Linked DNA regions of Mus musculus: all the other regions are linked to region 3. A link is a contact called in public Hi-C and HiChIP or PLAC-seq data. All regions are on one chromosome and are shown on one strand. The core of a region is the stretch at or near the end of the contact, and the rest is flanking DNA. Distances in the headings are between cores, read along the strand shown. Region 1 overlaps Nfe2l2 (nuclear factor, erythroid derived 2, like 2). Region 2 overlaps Gm50595. Region 3 overlaps Pde11a (phosphodiesterase 11A).

Region 1 (3,379 bases), core at 834-3,333, 390 kb before region 3:
AGTCCGGGAAGTTCTCTGCACTTTCAGAGCTGTGCTATAAAGCGTGCAAAAGAAAAAGAAAACTGCTTTTTAAAACCTAGCTGGTGAAAGGTTCAGCAGTGAAGACCATGCACTGCCCGGAGGACCTGGCACCCACGTGACGCTGCTCACAACTGCCTGGAACTCCAGCTCTAGGAAATCTGACACCTCTAGCTTCTACACACACACACACACACACACACACACACACACACACACACACACACACACACACACACACACGATTAACCTTATAAGTTTTAAAAAGTAAAAACAAGCCGATTTTAAGCAACTTTTATACTTTGGATTCCTAAACAGCACACATCTTCCTATCAGAGTACAAGCCAGCGCTGATCCTGCTTAGCATCAAATAGCACCAGCCCATGTTCAGAGTGATCTGGTCATAGGTCTGAATTCAGACATTCTTATCTGAATGCAGCAACAGTGAGTTTCTTCCTGTGCCCAACACATTTTGCTGTTTTAGATTTCCACACAAGTTTCAGAAGGAAAATGTCTGAAATTTGATTTTTTCCCTCTTTTTTTTTTTTAAGATTTATCTATTTATTTTATGTGTATGAGTACACTGTAGCTGTACAGGTGGTTGTGAGCCTTCATGTGGTTGTTGGGAATTGAATTTTTAGGACCTCTGCTCACTCCGGCCAACCCCGCTCGCTCAGTCCCTGTTTGCTCTGGCCCAAGATTTATTTATTATTATACAGAAGTACACTGTCGCTGTCTTCAGATGTACCAAAAGAGGGCGTCAGATCTCATTATGGGTGGCTGTGAGTCACTATGTGGTTGCTGGGATTTGAACTTAGGAACTTCAGAAGAGCAGTCAGTGCTCTTACTGAGCCATCTTGCCAGCCCAAGAGCATGGCACACTTTATCTTTTGTAATTTTTTCTTCAGAGGTGATGACCAAACCCAGGGCCTTGCACTTGCTTCCCCCACCTCTCCCCCGCCTTTTTTTTTTTTTTTTAAAGATTTTTAAATTTACTTTATGTATATGAGTACACCATTGTTCTCTTCAGACACACCAGAAGGTGGCATCAGACCCCGTTACAGATGGTTGTGAACCACCTTGTGGTTGCTGGGAATTGAACACAGGACCTCTGGAAGAGCAGGCAGTGCTCTTAACTGCTAAGCCACCTCTCCAGCCCCCTTTTTTCCCTCTTTTTTTTTTTTGTTTTTTTAAAAATTCATGTCATGTATGAGTACACTGTAGTTGTCTTCAGACACACCAGAAGAAGGCATCAGATCCCATTGTAGATGGTTGTGAGCCACCATGTTGCTGGGAATTGAACTCAGGACCTCTGGAAGAGCAGCCAGTGCTCTTAACCTCTGAGCCATCTCTCCAGCCCCCCTTTTCCCACCTCTTAAGACAAAATTTCATACTGAAGCCCAAGATGGATTCGAGCTCACAGCAATCCTCCTGCCCCAGCTTTCCAAAGCTTGGATTACAAGTGTGTGTCACAATGACCTAGCTTCAGAGACTGGATGAGACTGTATGAAACAGTCAAAGCATTACCCTGGGAAGAAATACTGTACACAAGTCTGTTAACCCAAAGCACTGCCTGGGAGGCCCACAGCACAAGTGCTATTTTCTGCAATGAACAAAGCACTCAGCATTTCCTGTAAGGAACCCCGTGACTGGCGCATGACTTACACCACAAAGACCTATCCCCGAACCACTGCTTTGTGAAACCTGAACAGCATCTCAGAGGAAATGCTAGGGTGGAGCCCCTAACAAGCAAGAACAAGACAGCAGACAGCGGGGAAGAGAAGCATCTAAGGAGGACTAACACTGCTCTTGCCAAAGTTCTGAAAAGCAGCTAGCTGTCCGACCCTGACCGTGTGGGTCTCCCAGGAGGGAAGGCCACATAAACAGTCTGGGGGACGGGGGGACGACGACCCGAAAGCAGACAACAGCTAGCACAGCACTCCAACAGATATTTTCTTAGACTGGAAAAAGCTGCCCAAGGGTAGGTAACCTAAGTGCCAGGGTGAGCCTCGTGGTGTACGGGGCAAATGCTGCCTGCCACTTACGGATTCCTGAGTGTGCTCCAAGTTCCACTACAAACTTAGCTTACGCAAGAGACAGAAGGAAGCAGAATGTTGGACAATTCATGTTCTACCACCATCTGCTCCAACAAAAAGTTAGATTCAAAATGTGTAATAATTATTTGCTGTCTGGGTAATCCATCACAGGCCTCGTGGAAGGGTACAGTTTGACAACAAAGTCAGGGCATTTTGAAATAAACATCTCTGCACAAGGATAAACAGAGACCTTGAACACTGAAGCCATATTATATTTCAAGCCAGTCTTTGAACAAACATTTAGCAAAAGATTTTAAAATGATTCCCACCCTACAATAAAGTTCTTCAGTAAACTGAGACCTTGGCATATTATTGAAATTAAAAATTGTATCTTTTTTTTTTTTTTTTTTTTTTTGGTTTTTTTTCGAGACAGGGTTTCTCTGTATAGACCTGGCTGTCCTGGACCTCACTTTGTAGACCAGGCTGGCCTCGAACTCAGAAATCCACCTGCCTCTGACTCCCGAGTGCTGGGATTAAAGGCGTGCGCCACCACGCCCGGCAAAATTGTATCTTAAAGTACGGATTTTTATTACTTTTTATTGGGGTGGTAGCAGGAGGGGTGGGAACCAGACACATGTGCCACAGAGTATAAATAGAGGTCAGAGGGCAGCCTGCAGGAGCTGTTTCTCTCCCTCTACCATGTGTGTCTCAGGCACTAAGGCCATCATCAGGTTGGGAGCAGGCACCTTTACCCACTATGCCATCTTTCAACTACCACAAAAACAGTAGCTCAACAAGCCGCTAACAATAAGAAACTGTACTTGTCATTTAGCACAGAATAAAATGGGTCTTTACTCCTAACTCTATAGGAAAGCTTGTTCTCCCCCCACCCCCTTTTATTAGGGATCTCACTATGGAGGTCAGGCTGACCTCAGATGCATCCTCCTCCTCCTCACTCAAGCTCCCAAATGCTGGGGTTGCATAAGGTGTACGCACACCCCAAATACCCACCTTAGTTTACCCTTTGCTTCTCGGCATTCTCTTCTTCATGCACACATTCGTTACTAGAACATCGAGAGTGAAGAACACTTGGCTACAGTGCCCATCCTATATCTCCTATGATGCCCAGCTGAATATATATTATTCACCTAGAAAGTAAACCTGGTTTAGCTCCCCTGTCAACAGACAATGCCTAAGTATTTTTGAATAAAACCAGATAGAAAACAAGACTCATGTTCTACAGTCTGAAAGTCACCCAGGGGAGGGCTGGCAGCGTCTGTGAGTGCACTGAAGGAATGCCCAAACCTTAACAGTTGAATAACCAG
Region 2 (3,341 bases), core at 513-3,012, 480 kb before region 3:
GGCATATCACAACCACTTTAAATTTATATCCATGTGACAAGAAAGTTATTTAAGGCGTAACTGTGGATAGAGGAAATGTCTCTTTAACAGATTCTTTCAGGAATGCATCTAACAGGAAGCAAAGGTTTTCAACGGCACATAAAAACAAGAAGCAGTTGAACAGCGCCACCCAGAGGTAAGAAGTATATTACATCCAGAGATGATATCGCGAACCTTACACTCACTCAGCCGTCCTTACAGCCACTTCCAGATGTTTCTCTAGTAATATATCAGACATTGCTGGCTCCTGGGTCTGTATTGAAATCTAACATTTTAGTAAGTAAAATTAAATGTTTTGCTGTAGAAAAGGTGCTTTATTTCTGCTTGTTAATTCCTGTCTTTTGAAACAATAAGCACAGGTTGAATAAGAGGCAACACGCCTTCCAGAAATGCAGATAGTTCACCCACCTTTCTTTAAGTAAACGAAATTATTAGGAAAGCCCATTTTAAAAGAATCACTCTGTCCCTACTCCACTATTTCCATACACCCCTAATTACTTTTCTGTCTGGGTTTGTTGAACTAATGCATATTTCTGAACCAAGATTATATACCATTGGAAGAGATCTTAAGAAATCCATTGAAAGCCTGCCATCAGCACCATAAAAAGAGGATTACATACATAAGAACCCTGGGCAAGTACAAAAAAAGGTACTTTTATTATTATTTTACAGGAACTATAAATTTGACTTTTAAAAAAATCTTATTTTGTGCTCAGGATATGGTGCAGGCAAAACACCAGACACACAAAGATACCTTTAAATTTTTTAAGAGTTATTTTGGCCGAAATCAAAATGAGCTTGCCGATCTGTAATTACAGAATCGGGGTACCCTTGAACCCAAGACAGAGATGCTGCTGCATTGAGCTACACTACAGGAAAAAGGCCTCGTGTTCCCCCACCGCCTTCAGCCAGCTCAGATAAACCAGCACAGGCAAGCTTTGCAGAAACGCGTAGAACCGGTCTCAGGGTTGCTCCTAAGCAGAGTTGTACGCGTGCGTGCGGGGTAACCCAGGGCTTTGGAGGCCCTGCGTGCGGGGTCTGTAACTGCGTTGCCATAGCTATCTGTCACGCGTTCCTGTCAAGACTCCCGGCTGCTGCTTTCTAATCGCCTGAGAAGCAGCCTTCCTGTGACAAGAATCAGGCTCCTCCGTTCTGATCTGCATCTTTAGCCTAACAATGAGAAATGGGTTTCCATAAACTTAAAAGAGGCAAAGAAATGATGCCAAAGCCATTACTTGCTGCTTCGGATTGGAAGGAAGACACCTGTCCCTTTTTAGACCAGTAATAAAGGATAAAACTATGACAAAGCCGTCAGCGTTTCATCTGGAAAATAAAGGGAATCAGCTGGCGCTCTCCTAAAGAAAAACAAAATGCCTTCCCCTCCCACTCTGAAATCTGCATCAGAATCTAGCCTCGATTTCACGTTGTGCTCAACCTTACAACATGAGAGAAAATTATACTGTCATGAAAACCAGTGCAGAAGGATCTCGTTCTTTTTAATGCTCCCCTCGTGTCTTTATCCCTTTCCTCTAAATAGCCATGGCATTGTCCACCTCAGTGTTTTGGTTTGAAGCCGCTTCAGGGGCTTCTGGTTTTGCAGCCTGCGGTTTGAGGTTGATCAGGCTGCAAGCTGCAGCTGTGGGAACCCCAGGCTTAAGGCATTTGGAGTTGGTCTTGGGCAAGCTGCCTCACCAGGGATAGCACAGCGCTCCCTAGCCTGGTTTAGAAAACCCACAGCATTACAGCGAAGGCCCATGCGCGCCACCTAGTGGACACGATCTGCCTGGGGTGTCATCAAGACATGGTGGGTTATATAAAAATCTGCAACCCCTATAGTTCGCCAATAAATACACTTTTCTTCATACTATAGTCAAACCGACGAGGAAGGGGACATATTTTAAAAGAAAGTGTCAAATGCATTAACTCACAAAAGCTTCAAGACTGTCTTTTCAAATATAAATATTATTCAGCCCTTCCTTTGGGGCTCAGGAAACCCGGAGGGGAAGAGGAGGCAAAAAGAGCCAGAGGGGTGGAAGATACCAAGGAAACAAGACTTTTAAACACAACAGGACTGGTGCACATATGAACTCCCAGAGATGGAGGTAGCACGCGGGGCGGGGCGGGGGGGGGGGGGTGTCCTGCACCAGATGCAGATGAAAGGAGGAGAGGACACACTCCACAGTGCTAATCCAGAAACTCTCTCCAATCTATAACCACTTGGAAATGAAAATTTTGTTTTCTCCAAGGAAGTCTCACTGGAGAAACAAACCACTCTTAAGGGCAGGCTGCAGTGCCCAACAGGAGAGGCCGACTGAAAAGGAACCCAGTGGTGACTTTAAGGTTCCTTGTCTCCTAACTCCTTACGTCAGAGCTTTTTTATTAAAATAAATAAATAAATACACCGGGTAGTGGTGGTGCAAGAAAAAGTTACTGTTATTTTATTACAATTAGTTTTACTTTATAGGTTTTGTGTATACACCATGGATTCCAGGTTTGCGGTTTTATGGGTGTGCCAAGAAGTGAGTCTCTTTGTCTGCAGCTGATTCTTGTGCCTTTTCTTGAGTTCTTGTGCCTTCTGTTTGTTTGTTTTGTTAGATTCTGATTTGTTTTTGTTTTATCTCATTATATTTTATTATTATCCCTTAGAAGCCTGTTTGTTTTCTAAGGAAAGACAGAAAGGGAGTGGACCTCAGTGGGAGGGGAGGAGAGGGGAGGGGAAAACTGAGAGAAATAGAGAGGGAGGGGACCACAACCAGAATACAGTGTATGAAAACTCTATCTTCAATAAGATTGTGTGTGCGTGCATTCGTGTGTGTGTGCGTGTGTGTGTGTGTGTGTGTGTGTGTGTGTGTGGTCTGTGTGTGTGTGCATGTGTGTGTGTCTGTGTGTGTGTGCATGTGTGTGTGTCTGTGTGTGTGTGTGTGTGTATTTGATATATATACATATACATCAAATATCAAAATGCTGTGTTACTTTTACCTTTATGGAGAAAGGGGAAGGTTCGTATTGACTGGCATGCATGAAGGCCCTGGGTTTGAGTCTCAGCAATGCACAGTCATGCCAATAATTTGATTTTTAACACCCCCCCCACTCCAAAAAAATAAGTCTTTCTTGTTTCTCCTCTTTTTCTGCACATTATTTCCTGGATGAAAGCACTTCATTTTTTTTTTTCTTAGCCAAGTTGTATAAGACCTCATTCAAATCACAGTCCCTAGGAAGTTCCTCAGACCGATCTGAACTCATGGGAGACTAAACCTTCTTTAAAAGTGTCACTTGTAAAGATTTCCTGATTGTCTCGTCTC
Region 3 (3,531 bases), core at 1,004-3,503:
GCTGGGTCTCTCTGACCTGAAGGATTGGGCTGGCATCATAAAACACAAAGCGACAGATTAAGCAGTTTACCAACACCATAAAAACCTCAAGAATAAACTCACTCTGAAAACCAAAACCAAAACCTTAAGAATCCCAATTTGTAACTAGACAACCCCAGACCCCAAACTGCATGCATTTCCTTATAAGCCTGTGCCCAGGAGCAGGGCTTACAGTTTCTTGGTAATGTCAGACACGATTATGTCCGTACACTTTTACAATTTACATGTCCTAAGAAAAATACCCAGTGCAGGCTCATGGTGCGGGAGAATTTATTTTCGCTAGGAGAGGAATGACCCATAACTCACGAACGGTGATGCTTAAAGTGAGTTATGGAGGTTACTCTCCTGTGAGAGGAAATGGATTGGACGATCCTTCTGCCCCGTTGTATGTTTGGTTATTAGCGCACCAGGTTCTTAATTATGTGTGGCCTTGCCTTTTTTTCTTTTGTAAAATAGATGTGAATAAAGAGAAAGCCAGTTAGAAGCACGGAGTGCCTGATGGAGGCTCTGCGATGCAGGTGGAAAGAGTAAAAATAAAAGCCATTTCACACAACTGAAGGGCAGGAACCTTAAACTTGCCTGAACCACTGTCTCCAACTGGTCCATTCCACTGATAATTTATGAGGTCCACAGCTGATGTTCTGCAGAAACATTAAACACCACTCCTTCCCTAAATACAAAATTTGCCACATGTTTCTGTTACATCTACGTGAAGATTTAAATGTTTTTTTTCCAACGTGCAAATTTGATTTTACTACTATAGCAAAGCTACAGAACACAGCAGTTTTGTTAAGGGAAGTGTGATTACGTACACTGGCGAGGTGGTGCGAGGGAGGATGCTTTTTGGAGACCTCAGACATGATTACCATTTACTTCAGTGCAGCCAGTCACAGAACTTATTGTAACCTGCCAATGACACAAGGAATTTGATTCTGTCTCCTGATGCGGGTTCTGGCTACTGAAATGTTTTATTTAACAACTGGCTGCCTCTGTCCTTCCCAAGGGGGCAAACAAAGAGCTCTAATTGTATTCCAGAGAGATTCCTTTTGGGGGAAATTTTTTGACCTCAAGGATCAGGACTTATCTGAGAACGTCAGTCACTAGACCGCGTGAGATGCTCCAGCTTGAGGCTGGGACAGATTTCCCCCCTAAGTGTCCCTTCTGTTCTCCAGCTTGAATTATTGATAAAATGGCGTGGCTATCTCCCCAAATAACCTTGTTGACAACACAAAGGTGGACTGAAGAACACTACCTCCACACTGAAGATTTAGGATCCCCAGTAAATGTCAGGAGGTGTCAATGTGTGTGCCGTGACACTTGGTTATTATTAGTGTTTAACTGCCGGTCCCCACCAGCGCCATGCCGCCAGCACCACCATAAATTTTAATGTGATCACGTGCTCTTCCCTTTTCACAGCCAGCGAATTCTGCAAGATCATAATATCCTATATGAACCCTAGCTGAACCTTAGCGTGATGCGATAAGAGCGAGATTTTGAGCAATGAAAGTTGTTCGTCATTATAGTGCTTAAAAAAAAAAAAACCAAAAACCAAAATCCCGGACGCTGAGCAACATAGTTCTTCAAATAATATTTCCCTAAGATAAATTCACTCATTCAATTAATCTTTATTGAGCCCTACGGGAAGCAGGGCAATGCCCTAGGTGATAAAGAGTCTATTTATAAGACACTAAAGAATCCTGACTCTTAAGGACCCTTTCTGTTCCCCTTGGAAAATCTGTCAGAGTACACACCATTTATAATGCAAACAAAAAGTATGTCTGTAACTTAGACATCAAGGCACGCCTTTTAGTCTACAGAATACAAGCAAAAAAAAAAAAAATCCATTCCTATATCTGGTTTACCCTGTCAGTACAGGAGCCCTGGTCATAATCTTTCATTACACATGTGCACAACGGGCTAGCATTCCTTTCTCCTTACATAAACAATGAGAATTTGTATAGATACCATTGGTATATAGGTTTTTAGTCTCTGTCTAGCCATGGTTGATGAAAGCATTATCTAGTATATTTATTAGAGGAAGGCAAAGCTCAGGAAAAAAAATTAACTATATAGGTATTTCCTTCAAATAAAAGGTAACCTTGAAGCTTTGATTCCGCAATTTTAAAAAAATTTCCAGCGAGGTGCATGGAACAAATCAATAATCGATCAATGGGTTTCTGGGTGAATGAAATATCCACCCACGTCTGAATAAAACTGCTCGTGCTATAAACTTCCCCTTTGTTTCCTTTGATTTCTAAGGAGCTAAAGTTATTTGGTTTCCTAAACATGAGGCTGGATGCTGTTGCAAACCATTTTGAGTGAATAATCTTATTTTCTCTGTGTGAAATAATTTTAGAGATAAAAGCTAGGAAGTTGGTGCAAATATGCATGTGAGTGTCCAGAAGTTTGTGGTTCCAAACCCGTTCAGCAGTGCCCAGCTGCGCAACTTCCCCCTTCTCCTAGACAATGGGGTTAGGAAAATGCGCGATCAAATTTCAAGTCACGTGGAGGAGGCAGGATTCTTCTTGCTAACGCACAGTCATAAAACAGGCCCATCTTCATAGAAGGGGCTCTGTTCCGACAGACCGGCTTTGTTGGTGAATATTTTAAAGAAAACATTTATTTTTGCACTGGCCTGAATCTGTCGCGCCAGAAGAAAAGAAGCACTTTCAAGGAAGGTTGGTCAAGGTTTGACCGCTCACTGCTTCCTCCCCCCCCCCCCCCAACACCCCGCCTCCGGATTGGTTGGGAAACTTTGCCTTGGAGCGCCATCTAGAGGAAATTCCAGCACACATCGGGCGTCCTTTCAGTCAAAAATTTCCTTCCTTCTTTCCTTCCTTCCTTCCCTCCCTCCTTTCTTCCTTCTCTTTTTCTGTCCCTCCCTCCCTTCCTCTCTCCTTCCCTCCCTCCTTTGCTCCCTCCCTCCCTGCCTTTCTTCCTGTTGGCTGGTGGTAACTTGAGAAGCAGAGGCAAGATGATCAAAAGTTCAACCTAATGTGACCACAGAATTGAGGAAGGGAAACTGGGGTTGTGGGGAGGGGTGGAGGTCTGGAGAGCGGATGCTGTGGAACACAGATGCTGTGTACATAGAAACGAGGAGATGGGGGGTTTAACTGGGAAGAGGGGAGGGAGAGACGCACAGAGGGAGAGGGAGGGAGGAGGGATACATAGCATTAAGGGTGTTTGAAAAAAATTGTAGGGAAACATTTTTATGTTTCTTAAAACACACAAATATGCAACATGTGTGTGTGTGTGTATATGTATCTATACAGTTTAAATGAAGTGACACTTGGGAGTGATACTATTCTCTCAGGAGCTTTAGACTATCTAACAAAACACCCAATGCTAGACAGGCAGGGAAAACTTTCTCTAGATTTGTTGGTCAAGAGAGTTGGAAGAAACTTCCAAAATAACACAGCTTATTGCTGTAGCTAGTGGTTGCCTCTCAGAACTTGCAGGCAAGGCCTGTTCCTAGAGATGCTACATACGTCA

What was found. Hi-C and Micro-C count contacts between places; a contact is called where the count stands out from the background. HiChIP or PLAC-seq counts read pairs in DNA pulled down with a chosen protein or histone mark.
Region 1: a contact with region 3 is called in an H3K27ac HiChIP or PLAC-seq map of embryonic stem cells, with 15 read pairs. The contact joins two enhancer-like sites. A contact is called at or near these places in 6 of 39 promoter capture datasets (the 3T3-L1 cell line, 3T3-L1-derived adipocytes, embryonic stem cells and 3 more), 17 of 484 Hi-C or Micro-C datasets (the HL-1 cell line, the HPC-7 cell line, brown adipocytes and 4 more), 5 of 115 datasets of contacts at active chromatin or transcription factors (embryonic hindbrain, embryonic limb bud and embryonic stem cells) and 1 of 9 other capture datasets (embryonic stem cells).
Region 2: a contact with region 3 is called in a Hi-C map of uterus, with 4 times the contacts expected there. The contact joins two enhancer-like sites. A contact is called at or near these places in 3 of 39 promoter capture datasets (the 3T3-L1 cell line, embryonic stem cells and hippocampal neurons), 2 of 15 datasets of contacts at CTCF or cohesin (embryonic stem cells and stem cell-derived epiblast-like cells), 85 of 484 Hi-C or Micro-C datasets (the 3T3-L1 cell line, 3T3-L1-derived adipocytes, the AtT-20 cell line and 43 more), 20 of 115 datasets of contacts at active chromatin or transcription factors (T-cell acute lymphoblastic leukemia, acute myeloid leukemia, astrocytes and 11 more) and 1 of 9 other capture datasets (embryonic stem cells).

What each region holds. Positions count from the first base shown.
Region 1 is chr2:75,681,423-75,684,801 of GRCm38.p6, forward strand. All of the region lies in intron 1 of Nfe2l2 (nuclear factor, erythroid derived 2, like 2), which reads right to left. Among named protein-coding and RNA genes, the nearest start is that of Nfe2l2, 22 kb to the right of the region's middle. Within about 2 kb of position 2,084, at least 238 of the 459 cell types and tissues checked have an H3K27ac peak or open chromatin away from gene starts, as enhancers often do. A contact at or near this core is called in the HPC-7 cell line, cerebral cortex, embryonic stem cells and 1 more, where this site is marked.
Region 2 is chr2:75,588,614-75,591,954 of GRCm38.p6, forward strand. The region is part of intron 2 of Gm50595; the gene reads right to left. Among named protein-coding and RNA genes, the nearest start is that of Gm39853, 23 kb to the right of the region's middle. Within about 2 kb of position 1,763, at least 17 of the 459 cell types and tissues checked have an H3K27ac peak or open chromatin away from gene starts, as enhancers often do. A contact at or near this core is called in stem cell-derived motor neurons and uterus, where this site is marked.
Region 3 is chr2:76,068,013-76,071,543 of GRCm38.p6, forward strand. All of the region lies in intron 12 of Pde11a (phosphodiesterase 11A), which reads right to left. Among named protein-coding and RNA genes, the nearest start is that of Gm52518, 33 kb to the left of the region's middle. Within about 2 kb of position 2,254, at least 252 of the 459 cell types and tissues checked have an H3K27ac peak or open chromatin away from gene starts, as enhancers often do. A contact at or near this core is called in the HPC-7 cell line, cerebral cortex, embryonic stem cells and 3 more, where this site is marked.